Regions from separate parts of the Rattus norvegicus genome. Here region 2 is linked to region 1. Evidence: chromatin contacts called from public Hi-C data. All regions are on one chromosome and are shown on one strand. The core of a region is the stretch at or near the end of the contact, and the rest is flanking DNA. Distances in the headings are between cores, read along the strand shown.

Evidence for each region. A called contact is a pair of places that touch in the nucleus more often than the background predicts.
Region 2: a contact with region 1 is called in a Hi-C map of Schwann cells, with 4 times the contacts expected there. The contact joins the promoter of Garnl3 here to the promoter of Slc2a8 in region 1. A contact is called at or near these places in 2 of 12 Hi-C or Micro-C datasets (the A7r5 cell line and Schwann cells) and 1 of 1 datasets of contacts at active chromatin or transcription factors (oligodendrocytes).

What each region holds. Positions count from the first base shown.
Region 1 is chr3:36,678,367-36,684,563 of GRCr8, reverse strand. Slc2a8 (solute carrier family 2 member 8) reads left to right here and starts at 2,430. Exons shown (of 10, transcript NM_053494.2): 1 at 2,430-2,514; 2 at 2,589-2,751; 3 at 2,904-3,110; 4 at 4,123-4,222. The coding sequence starts at 2,459.
Region 2 is chr3:36,826,991-36,833,187 of GRCr8, reverse strand. It overlaps Garnl3 (GTPase activating Rap/RanGAP domain-like 3), which reads left to right and starts at 3,177. Exons shown (of 30, transcript XM_039106188.2): 1 at 3,177-3,346. The coding sequence starts at 3,267. It overlaps Ralgps1 (Ral GEF with PH domain and SH3 binding motif 1), which reads left to right. Exons shown (of 20, transcript NM_001427068.1): 20 at 1-2,159.

The sequences.
Region 1 (6,197 bases), core at 1,181-3,680:
TTGTGGGGACACATATGGAGGGTAGAGGTCAGTTTCGGGTGCTATTCCTCAAGAACTATGCACTTTGGTTTTTTGAGACAGGGTCTTGCACTAGGATCTGGTGGGGCTGGATGCCCAGTGAGCTCTGGGGATGACATTACAGACATGCCCTACCACACCTGCTTTCCCAAGAATGCTAGGGTCAAACTCAGGTCCTCACACTTGCAAACCTAGCACTGCACCAACTGAGCCATCCTCCAGACCATATTGTCTGCTTTTCAGGTAAGAAAACAGACTCCAAAAGAGCAGGTGACTTGAAACTTGAGTTCTCTTAGTCCCAGAAAAGTTCTGCCCCTCTCCACACTGTTCATCTCTCAGAGACACCTGTTAGCTGGGGTTGGCTGGTGTTTTGTTTTGTTTTGTTTTGTTTTGTTTTGTTTTGTTTTGTTTTAGGATCTGGGAGGAGACATTCAGTTTCATGGGGCCAGAGCTGGCCTTGAACTCTTGATTCTCCCACTGGACCTTCCAAGTGTTCAGTAGGAGGTAGGCGTGTGACACATGCCTGGCTCCTGGCTGCTGGTTCTTCTGTTATACAAATTAATGAGCTTGTGTCTGCATTTCTCCTGTTGTTTTTGTTGTTTCATCTTGATGAAACAGAGAAAGAATCCAAGCCTCTATTTATTCTTCCAGAAGGACAGTGATGAGGCCACCTATGACCGAATAAGAGACAAGGGTGTGAGAGAGGAGGCAGAGAGGCACCTGACTCACCAAGCTAGTATTGTTCTGCTCACAAAAAAAAGGGGGGGGTGAGCCTTTTGAGAGCCAATATCTGGTCCAGTTTGGGAAGGGATACCACTAGCCAGTGGTTCATACATGTCCATGACTCAGAAGTCTGGTGCTGGCTGGGTATCCCTTCTACAGAAGCCACTCTGCCGAGCCTGTTGACCAGTACAAAGTACCTGGTCGAGGTGCAATTCAACCCAAGTCCTTTACTCTGCAGACACCAGGAGCCTGCTGTCCAAAGGAACTGACGCCCCTTGGGGAAAAAAAAAAGAGAACAGAGCGGGTGATTACGCAGCAGAGATAAGAGTCCATCACCCAAGCAGAAGACTTTGTAAACCCACAAGCAGGTGATCGGCTGCCTTCAAGGATTGTCTTGTGATCAGAATTTCAAAACACTGGTTGCCACAGTTGGGTAGCCGCAGCTTCATAAAGCCGCCGTACTGACAGGCATTTGAATGCTTAGCCTGCTCACAGCTCTAGAAATGAAGACAGCCAGGCGCAGGCAGGGACTAGGTGCCTCTCACTGGTTCTAGAATTACATCCGTCCCACTGAAGCTGCTGTAAGCGTTAGGTATTGATTAAGCAGAGCGATAGAGGAGCACAACCACAGGGAGACTCGGGCGGGAGAAAGATAGAGAGATAAGCTAATCCCAAGGCCTGGTATTATTGTGGGGCAACCAGGGGACAAGGAAATCACTAAGTTCCACTCTGTCCCACTTCTGGAATAGGGGCCTCGCCTGACAGGGTCCTCCCATCTCCAATCCTAGCACTCATGATGAAGGTGAGCTGCCACCAGAAGCACCAGGTCCACGTCAGAAAGTCCAAGGATAGGAACAGGTGGCCCAGGACAGTTTTCCTGGAGCCTTTTCACCCTGCGGCTCTCTGAAGCAGAAGTCAACGTTGGGGAGGACCATGGTCCAGGGAACTGTGGGTTGTAAGGATGGGAAGTCTTGCCCCAGCCAATGTGCTCTACCACTGATCCACTACTACCCTCGTTAGTGGAGGCTAGATTTAGAGACAACTCCATAAAAATAAAAATAAAAATAAAAATAAAAATAAAAATACAAAGGACGGCTCGATGCTTAGGAACACTTGTTTCTGCAGAGGGCTCAGGTTCAGGTCTCAAGCACGCACACACATGATGGCTTACAACAATCTCTAACTCCAGTTCCCAGAATCTGACCACGCTTTCTGAACTCCTCAAGCAAGCAAGCAAGCAAGCAAGCAAGCAAGCAAGCGCGCACGCACGCACGCACGCACACACACACACACACACACACACACACACACCACTCACAAATATATCTGTGTGTAAACATGTAAACAACACTCATACAGATAAAGTTTAAAATAAAAAACAAAAGAAACCACCAAAACAGGGGCAGCGAGATGACTCTGCTTGTAAAGGTGTTTGTCCCCAAGTTTGATGGCCTGTGTTCGATCTGGAAGATCCACTTGGTGGAAGGAAAAGAAAGCTTCCTTCGGACCAGCATAGGGGCGCTGTCATCTCTGTCCCCCAGCTCCCTGCAAACATATACATGGGCGTAGTTCAGCTCCATTGAGCTTTGCAACCGGCTCTGTGCTTCCATTGGTCAGCTCTGATTGGAGGCCGGATTCTAGCGTCCCATTGGTCACTCCTGCCGCGGAGGCCGCGCTCGCCCGAGCCGCGACAGTTCGCGGGTCAGACCCTGTTGACATGTCGCCCGAGGACCCCCAGGAAACACAGCCGCTGTTGCGGTCGCCGGGCGCCAGGTGCGGACTCCCGGGGGCCGCGACCTCTCTCTCACGCCCGGCGACGCCGCTCACGCACGGCCTTGTACCCGCAGGGCTCCCGGCGGCCGCCGGGTCTTCCTTGCCACCTTCGCCGCCGCCCTGGGCCCGCTCAGCTTCGGCTTCGCGCTTGGCTACAGCTCCCCCGCCATCCCCAGCCTGCGGCGCACCGCACCCCCTGCCCTACGCCTCGGAGACACTGCGGCCTCCTGGTTCGGGGTGAGCCCGCGGGGGAGTCCCGGGTCCCCCATTCTCTGCCGCACACCAGGGTCCTCCTCATTCTCTTTCCTCTGAGGCTGCGGGGAGTGGGGTGGAGGGATCGTGGGCCATGGTCCCTGGTGGCCTCCTCTTCAGCGCGTCCGGGTCCCCAGGCCGTCGTGACCCTGGGCGCTGCGGCAGGGGGCGTGCTGGGCGGCTGGCTCCTGGACCGTGCAGGGCGCAAGCTGAGCCTCCTGCTCTGCACCGTGCCCTTCGTGACCGGTTTTGCTGTCATCACCGCGGCCCGGGATGTGTGGATGCTGCTCGGAGGCCGCCTCCTCACCGGCCTAGCCTGCGGAGTCGCCTCATTAGTGGCACCGGTGAGTGGTTTGGGCTTCCTAGATGATCTTCGCCAGGCAGGGGCAACAGTGAAGCTATTCCTCACTGACCTTGGTTGTGCCTCTTTTACTCTACTAATAGTGGTGTCCCTGTATGCTTAGCAGCGATAACTGGAATGCCCCTATTCTCGTGTTAACAGCTCTGTTCTGGGTTGTCCCTGGGATATCCCTTCACTGCTTGCAGCCACGGCTGCATATACTTTGCAGCCCACACACCTGGATCACTTACCTGGACACAGGCCTCTCTCCCAGCCTCAGTTTGCTCCCCTTAAAGTAAGGCCGAGTCCTGAGGTGGTTTGCTGGTCCAGGAGTGGTCCCTGGAAAGATTTAGACCCAAGTAACTGAGGATCGCCAGCAACCTGTGGCCACACACTCGGATGACCCCCCCCCCCTCCGTGGCCTCCTGCTTCTCCTCTCTTCACCTGTTGGAGGTGTGAAGGAGTTAGAGGAAAGGGAGACTGGAGATCTGCATGGTTTTGTTTTTTTTTTTTAAACGAGGGCATAAGGTATGGAATAATCTAGAAGTATGTATGGATAACGCCTGGTGAGTCCTGAGATTAGAAGTAATGGCTCCCCTAGTAGGATTAGGCTGAACAAGTTAGTGTCCCAGACTGGAGTCAGCCCGTTTTAACTCACATCTGTGCATATGAAACGTGTGCTGTGCTGGGCCTGGTGGCACATGTCCGTAATCCCATAACTTGAAGGTAAATGCATGAAGACCAGGAATTCAGGGTTATCCTCAGCTCAGGAGGCTAGCCTAGGCTTCATGAAACTCTATCTATAAATGAATAAATAAATAAATAAATTTTTAAAACGAGTGTAGGGAAGGAAGCTCTGCACTCCTCTCAGTGCTCACGCACATAGTGGCAACCCATTACCCACAATCCTCTTTTAAAATCTCCAGGAAATGGGGCAGGGCACTCTGCTGACCCATAGCAGGGTTAAACCTTTCCATTAGAAGAGCCAAGTAAAGTCTAACCTTAACCACCAATAGGTCTATATCTCGGAAATCGCCTACCCAGCCGTTCGAGGACTGCTCGGCTCCTGTGTGCAGCTGATGGTTGTCACTGGCATCCTCTTGGCCTACGTGGCAGGTAGATTTGTATGCTCTCTTTTGATCCCTATTAGAGCCTCTGTGGCCACTCTGGAAACTGAGGGTCATAGCGGGCAAGGGTTTGCCTGGTGCCGCTGGCCAAGGTGCCAGGTTCTCAGGCGCACTCCTGGGAGGGGAGGTCCTGGTGACTCGGTGCCAAGAAGAAGTAGAACAGGTGATTTCTTTGGGCCAGAATCCCACCACACCCTAGAGGGACTCAGTAGAGGGTCCCAGTGCAAGGAGGGGTGGGGGTAGGGAAATGCTTTAGCTCAGTCACTCGGAGAACCGGGCTCTCGGGGCTGGAGAGATGGCTCAGTGGTTAAGAGCACCGAATGCTCTTCCAGAGGTCCCGAGTTCAAATCCCAGCAACCACATGGTGGCTCACAACCATCTGTAATGAGATCTGATGCCCTCTTCTGGTGTGTCTGAAGACAGCTACAGTGTACTCATATACAATAAATAAATCTTTAAAAAAAAAAAAAAAAAAAAAAAAAAAGAACCGGGCTCTCTCCACATGCTGTCACTGGGCTCTCAGCAGAGTGCCGCATAAAGGAGACTGCTTCCCAAAGGTGAAGGGCAGAGCTGGTGGCCTGGGGAGGTTTCCGAAATTGTCTCCCTGTCATATTTGTTCTTCAAAGTCTAACAAACATTTCTACCAATAAAGACATGGGAGGTGTGAGCTGAGGTAAAAACCCACTAGCTCAGTGAGGTGATTTTTATTTTATTTTTCTGACCTATGTACAAGATGTCTATTCATAAGCCTGATCCTACCTACACTAAACTAGCTCGCTCTTTAGAAATCTCTTTCAATCTGTGTCACCCTACAGAGTGGTCTACCTTCCTCTCCGAGCCCCTCCAAGCCCAAGAGGGCTCCTTGGCTCCCCTGCCTAGAACACTGTTGTATCTGTGTCCTGACCTCTGCTTCCCTGTGGCTCTTGCAAGCCCAAAGAGAGAGTCTCTTATCTGGAGCCGCTTCCATGAAGTTCTTTCAAGCCAAAAGAAGAGGGAGAGCCAGTGAGAGAGATCTTTCTCAAAGGTCCAAGTGCTGTACAAGAAGTCACCCTTGGCAGGCTGAGCCATGTCCCCTTCACAGTTAAGCCAAGCCAGTAGGGGCCGGCCATACTAGCTCAACCTTTAAGGTGGGGCTGGTAGCTCAAGGCTACCCAGCTGTCCCCGGCTTACAGAGCAAAGACCTCAAGACCTCTCCCAAGCAAATTGCCTTAAAGCAGGCAGGACTTACGTTCTTTCACACGTATCTATGGAGGCTCTCAGAGACACACCCAAACCGCCTCTCTTCTAGACACATACAGCTACGTGCGACAAGCTAAGCTTTTTGTGGGCTGCTAACAATTGGGTTTTCTGCGTACGATAAACTAAAATCCTGTAGCATCTCCTTAGGCGTTGCTGGAAAGAGGGCAGCCTTCTTCAGACCTGACACGATGCCCCCCTGTCCCCCCCTTTCGGCTGGGTTTCCCTGCCCCTCCCCGCAGCCTCGTTCACCATCCCCACATCTGCAGAGCTGTTAGGGCCAGGAGATTGGTAGTGTAAGAAAAGTGCTTGATAACACATCCCCAGCCTCAGGGCTGGTCGGGGCTGGTCGGGGCTGGTCGGGGCTGGTTGAGCACTGACGGCTTCACCTAGTCTGGCTGTGGTACTGGCTCTTCACAGGGGTCCTGGCTTTTCATATTTAACTCCTTATTGTCCTGGCTCTTCAGTGTCTTCCCAGCAGCCTGGCTGCCTTAGGAGCCTACAGTGAACCAGAGCCCCTACTAGGCACAGCTGTTGACATCGTGCTGTGGGGATAGTTGGTGTCTACCACCCACAGTGTTACCTCCAGTGTGGCTTCACGCTGCCTTGCAGTGATCCTACGGTGTCCTTTTGGCCCACTGCTTTGAGTTAACTGTGGTAGCAAAAAGTGACACGGTGGGAACCGTGATGCCTTCGTCATTAGACTTTGCAAAACAGCTACAAGCTAC
Region 2 (6,197 bases), core at 1,928-4,427, 150 kb before region 1:
CACAATCACAATTATTTTCCAAGTGTTTAATCTCCCTAATTGAAACCAAATTCCCTCCCCTCCCACAAGCATCCTTATCATGGACTCTTGAAGACAACTGCTTGGACTTTATTAGTGAAAAGCCTCATGGGACTCTTGTGAGCCTCGAACATGGCAGGAGAGCCCTGTAGATGGAGTTAAAAGATATTTGACTCTCCAAGCAGGGACTTAGGCCAAGCATACAAGCTCAGTGCTAATATCCCCAGTGCTGGCTTGTCGCAGGGGAGGTGGCCAGGTCACATGACAGGGGCAGAGGTCCTAGGTGGATTCTTAGCCTGGAAGGAAAATGTTCTGCACTTTTGCTCCATTGTCCATAGCACACATACTGTGAAACTGTTGGTGGTCCTGCCAGTTACTGCCTTGCAGACAGACCATGGCACCCCAACCTGAGAGCTGTAGAATGCCATTTAGAAACTGGGATGGGCAGCTGGTAGTATTATGAAGTCCCAAGAAAAGCCCACTCACTTACAATAGGAGTAACCTCTGTCCCTCTTTAATGTACAAGTTTTGTAACTCAAAGTTAGCCAAGTGTATGCTGGCAAGCAAGATACCTTGAGGAGACTTGACTTGGTAGGAAGCACCTGAACCACTCTCCTACATAAGCCAGCAGGAGAGTTTGGCCCTTCCCCTCCCCTGACCAGACGCCCCGGGGCATTTGTTGGACCAAGATGCTGAGCAGGTGGACACAGCCGTGTCTTGCTAGCAGGCTCTCTATATTTCTCCTTCTTACCAAGAAGGCCAGAGTCTCTTCCGTCACTTAACTCTTGCCTCTCAAGCCTAAGAAAGGTGTGCTGGTATTTTGTTTGTTTCCTTGTTTGTTTGTTACTATCAACTTTCAGGTGGAAAATGATCTGTAAAACTGGGAAGCCATTTATAAGCCAAGACTGCTTTCATCTGCATGTGGGGTCCAGAGCTTTGCAACCTCTATTGAATATTGCCAAAAGCACAGCTTCTCTTCTGTGTGACCCTATGTCATATTGATATGTTGGGTGATTTCATGTTATAAAACAAAAACAAAAACCCCACCCTGCACAAAGCTCTTTTGAAAGTGTATTTATTGTACAAACATTCATCCATATCTCTAGTGAATACTTCTTATTCACCAGGCTCTACCCAGACTGAAATGGCTAGAAACAAGACAAATCCAATGTTGACCTTTGTAGAACTTACCAGTCAGTGATCAAATAATCACCACCTCGCACGCCAACTTTGGCAAGACCCTGCCTCTCCTCTACCCCTGAATACAAATCTTGTGCATTGGTTCCTCCAGGAAGACTTCAGACTGAATGGGGATGTTGGGAGAGTAAGTTGCCATGAGTACTAGCTGGAGTCCCAACACTGGAAGCTGTCTGGCTCTGAACAGCCAGATACAGGTCTTTGTTCAAGAATGGTTACAAGGAGGACGCCAAAGGTAGAATGAGAGAGTAGGGTCTGAGTGCTTGCAGAATACACAACTCCCTCCCCTCCCTGTTTACTCTAACTTCAGTGTTCCATTCAAATACAGTATGAGTGGGAGCTGCAAGTCCTTGGGAGCCGAGGACTTGGACTTTGGTCCACCTTGTAACCTGCTGCTGCACAAGTGTGTGTCCCGTGGACAGCCCCAAATTGCCACTCACAGCAGCAAGCCATTTTGGAAGGACTGTGACCATTCAGTAATGAAGTAATAGTATTTATTAGTGAGGTATACTCTTTAATAAATTTTGTGCCAAAATGCATGTTTTCCCACTTAGCATTCAAAATGTTGTGTAGAGAGTAGTTTTCAATTTCTTATGTGTTCTTCCAAGTAAACTGGAAATAAGTTTTCACATCTTACTCTACATCTTACTCTGTTTCTTGTTAAATCTGCTACACCTCCCAAGCTTTTTTTTCCCAGCAGACCCTGCATGCAGTTATGTGAGGATTTTTCTCTAACATTTGTAAATTGTCTCATCTGCAATAACCATGGAACATCATCCCTCCTTGGGATTCTTTAGATTTTTGGTGAAGTATTTTGTTACCTCAGTCTTGTATCAAGTTGCTGTATTTTTCAGCTTGTTACACTGATAATTGTTTCACTAATTAAATACTTTCATGTACAGACATCTTTGTTTACTTTGAAATTAAATGTGTTTTCCAATAAATATCGTTCCATTTATTAGTGTCACATGCAGTCAATTTGGCAGGCAGCTGCTGTGCTACATGCAGACATGAAGGCATAGACTGTTCAGGACTGATCTGAGAGTAACTGGCATGTAAATATATAGGAGGGAGAGGACAGGGACATTATTGTGGGTCTCTTGGAGGAAGGTCTGGGAATGCCTAAGAAACAGGGGGCCTTGGGAGTTTTCAGATTAGAAGTTGCAGAACACTGAGGAAGCTGGTAGTAGGAGCGGGGTTTGGGGAGAGGGAGACAGAGAGGAAAGGATGAACATTGAGAAAAGCAGAGATTACTGAGGGAGAATTCCAGTCAATGTGATATCTGAAAAGAGATGTCGGGAGGAAGTCATGATGCAAAAAGCAAACCCACTCCAGTTTGATTAGAGGCGAAGGGAAGGAAGGGTATGAATAACGCTGGACAGAGGAAGAGAGGGAGACGTGGAGCGGGAGCGTGAATGAGCAGGAAAGCATGAACTAGAGAACTAGATTGGAGATCTCAGTGGCAGCTCCCAGGCATACACACCCATTCTTGCTCCTGTCTCACCCGAGTGTGCAGCATCAAGGGAGACCAGAACCGCATGATCACAGTGAAAGCCCTGCTGCACAAATTAACACACACCTACACTTGGGAAAACGAACTCTCAATTGAGCAGTTTCCTCCATCAGATTAGCCTGTAGACTGAGGATTTTTGGTAGTGGTGGTGGAGGTGGCACTGTGAAGGGTCCAGCCCACTGTAGGTGGTGGTACCCCGAGGCAGGTGGGACTTGGCTGGGTAAGAAAAGTAGGTGAGCAAGCCAGAGGAAGATCTATAAGTCCTGATTTAGTTCTTGAGTTCCTCACCCTTCCAGCTACAAACTTGAGTACCTCGTGGTGGACCCCAGTTCATCCAGGAAGACCCGCATCATCCAGGCACCCCTGAAGTGAAGAAGAGGCGACGTGGGCGGGGTTAGATGGGCGGGGCTTATAGTGTAGGCAGGGAAGCCTGAGGGATCTTAGGGCAGAACAGCCAAGGGATGAGAGACGCAGAATAGCTCCAAGTACAGACCTCAGCTTCAAGGGAGAAGAGGCGGAGCTCCAGGGTCGGGGGGCCATGCCTGTGGGCGGGACATGGAGAAAGGCGGCCCCCAAAAGAAGGCGGTACTACGATAGAAAGAACCAGGAGGTGCTGAGGTGAGGAGGGTCAGCAGCGAAGCCAGCAAGCGGAGCTGCGGTGTGGAGGACCGATACAGCGCTCTGTGGTGGAGGGGTAGGTGGGCATGGCCTAGATCTGTGGGGATGGTGAAGAGCGGAAGTGATGGACCGTGGACCCAACGAAGTTGCGGAGCCTGCATACGCTACATAGAAACGCAGAGGGAGGGCTGGTGAGGCTGGCTCGGGAGGGGCGTGGCTGGAGCTCCGGGTAGAGGCAGGGTGGGGCCTGCACTGGTCGGAGGTGAGCCAGGGAAACAGAGATCAGAAACTCGGGGCGTGGCCTGTGCCCAGACTAGGGCGTGAGGTGGGTTTGGCTAAGGAGATGAGGCGGGGCCTTGGCAAAGCTGAAGGGCAAAGAGACTGACTGGATAAAGATTTGGGGTGGGGCCTGAGTTCATTAATAGGTAAGGATTGGTACTTAGGGCGGGACATGGGTGGAGCCTGAGCGAGCTGAGAGGGGACTTGCCTGATTGGGGCGGGGCAAGGACCGACAGGGGCGGGACCTGAACCTGATTCAGATAGGCTGGATTGGGGGCGGAGAGGGGGCGGGGCCTAAATCCAACTGAGTGATGAGGGAGGATCTGCTAGAATTAGGGGCGAGGCAGGGGGCGGGCCAAGGCCTCAAACGGGCCTAAGGGAGAGGATTCGGTAGGAGATCAGGGCGGTGCCTAAGACTAGCTCCAGAAATTAGGCGGACTTGGATAGGTTAGGGGCAGGGCTTAAAGCCGGGGAGTTTCGGTAGAGGCGTACTTGCTAGAATGGGGGCGGGGCAGAGGAGAGGCCTAAAGCCAGAGGCGTGGTAGTGGTGGTTGCGACCTGCTGGAGTAGGGGCGGGGACTAAAGCCTGAGGCGTGGTTAGGCTGCTAGGGTGGGGCGGGACCTAAATCCTGAGGCGTGGTTAGGCTGCTAGGGTGGGGCGGGACCTAAAGCCTGAGGCGTGGTTAGGCGGCTAGAGTATGGGCGGGGCGTAAATCCTAAGGAATGTTAAGGGAACCTGCTAGGGTAGGGGCGGGGCCTAGGCCCCGTGGAGAGTATGAGGGAGTGGTTAGGCTGAAGTTCGGGGCGGGGCCTGAGGTCCCGGGCTTGGCTGGAGTTTGGGGCGGGACAGAGGCGGGGCTTGGGTCCGGTGAGGGGTGCGGGGCGGGGCGTGGGCTGCGGCGCGCTAGCTGAGCGTCCAGCCGAACACCGCCGAGGCCCGAGCCCACCCGAGTGTGCCCGAGCCGTCGGCCCCCGCCCGGGGCGATGGAGCAGGAACCCGGCGGGGCGGCCGCTGCGCTCCTGCGGCAGAAGAGGGCGGCGCTGCGGCGCAGGGGGTGCAGCTTTGAGAGTCCCAGGTACCGTTGCCCCGAGGGGTGCAGCCTCTAGGGGCGGGAGAAGGGAGTAGGCCACGTGGGGGGTTGATGATGTGAGGGGACAGAGCGTGGCGAGGCCGCGGCGTGGGAGGGAGTCCGCACAGAGCGGGGTAGAGCGGCCGGGCCACACTGAGGGAGTGCCCAGCGGGAGGGCTGGGGAACCTGTGTCCGGCCAGCAGATGCTGTGGACGTCCGAAGCCTCGGCCCTGTGACAGGCCCTGCACGCCACAGCTCAGGGAGGTCTTGGGCTGTGGAGAATGCTACCTGCCTGCTTCTAAATTCTCAAGGACAAGGTCGGAACCCCTAAGCCCCCAAAAGGACACCCTTTAGGCTCCTCTCGCTTTCTATAATCCTCCTCACACCCCGGGTGCCTGGACACCTGCTGCCTATGGCCCCGCCCATCTGTGGTTGGGGTGGGGGGCACCCTGCATAGTTCCTAGGTCCTTTCTCTTTCCCAGGTTGTCCGAGCCCCTCCCGGACTTACCTTCCTTAACTGGCGCCCTCCTGAGGAGCCAGCCTGGCCTTAGGTGAAGCTTGGCTGCTGCCGGACACGCCCTTCCCTTTGCGGCTGATGCCAAAGCCTATGCCCAGCTTACTCCCACCTTCCTTGTAACTTGAAATGGGTCCTGCTTCCATCCTTCCTTTCAGGATGACTCCAGCACCACCATCGCGGCCAGATTTTCACCAATATTCTGTAATAACGGCCTTAGAAAGGTTATCCCGAAGCCAACCTCCTTCCCCCTAGCCTACTGCTCTGCTTGTACCCCTGAGGAGTTTTTCACTGCCATAGCATGGGTAAGGACAAGGAAAAGATATGGGACTCTAACCTCCACTGAGGCAGAAAAGAGAGTTCATTTGCTAAGGCCCAGAGCAAACCAGCCAAGATCCTTAAAGGAAGGTGTGATGCCCTCAATTGGCCTTTCTCAGACTCAGTCCTTGACACACTGCTCCAACAGTTCTGATGCTGTGTGATGAGAACAGATACCAAGGCTGTCCTCGCCCCTGTTCCATCACAGACCACGGCTGGCTCAGGCCTGGCCCATCACAAAGTCTGAAGGGCTCGTCACTCCTCCCTCAGGCTGTAGAACTGCTCACCAACTCCTTTTGAAAGTCTTTCTTTGAACTCAGGCTTTGCTTTGTGTTATCAGCACCTGGGCATCTGCCAAAAAGATTCTAAATATGTGTGTGGTGACCTGTGTGGAGCATTGCCCTTAGATAGGAGACCCAGGTAGCTAACACTCTCTACGGCTTGAGCATGAAAAACAGGAAGAGATTGGAGCGAAGAGAATCTCTCAGGTTTGAGGCAGAGTGCTTAGGACAGTGCGGCTACAGGACTTTTGGAGATGAATGGTTGTGTGGTGCAGCCTGTAGAGTGCGGGAGCCACAGACACCTGTGGCTGTGGACTTCACTAAGACACCCGAGTGCTGAATTGTGCTCTCCCTTCAGTGTAAGTGACCACCTTGGTCCCAGCACTACC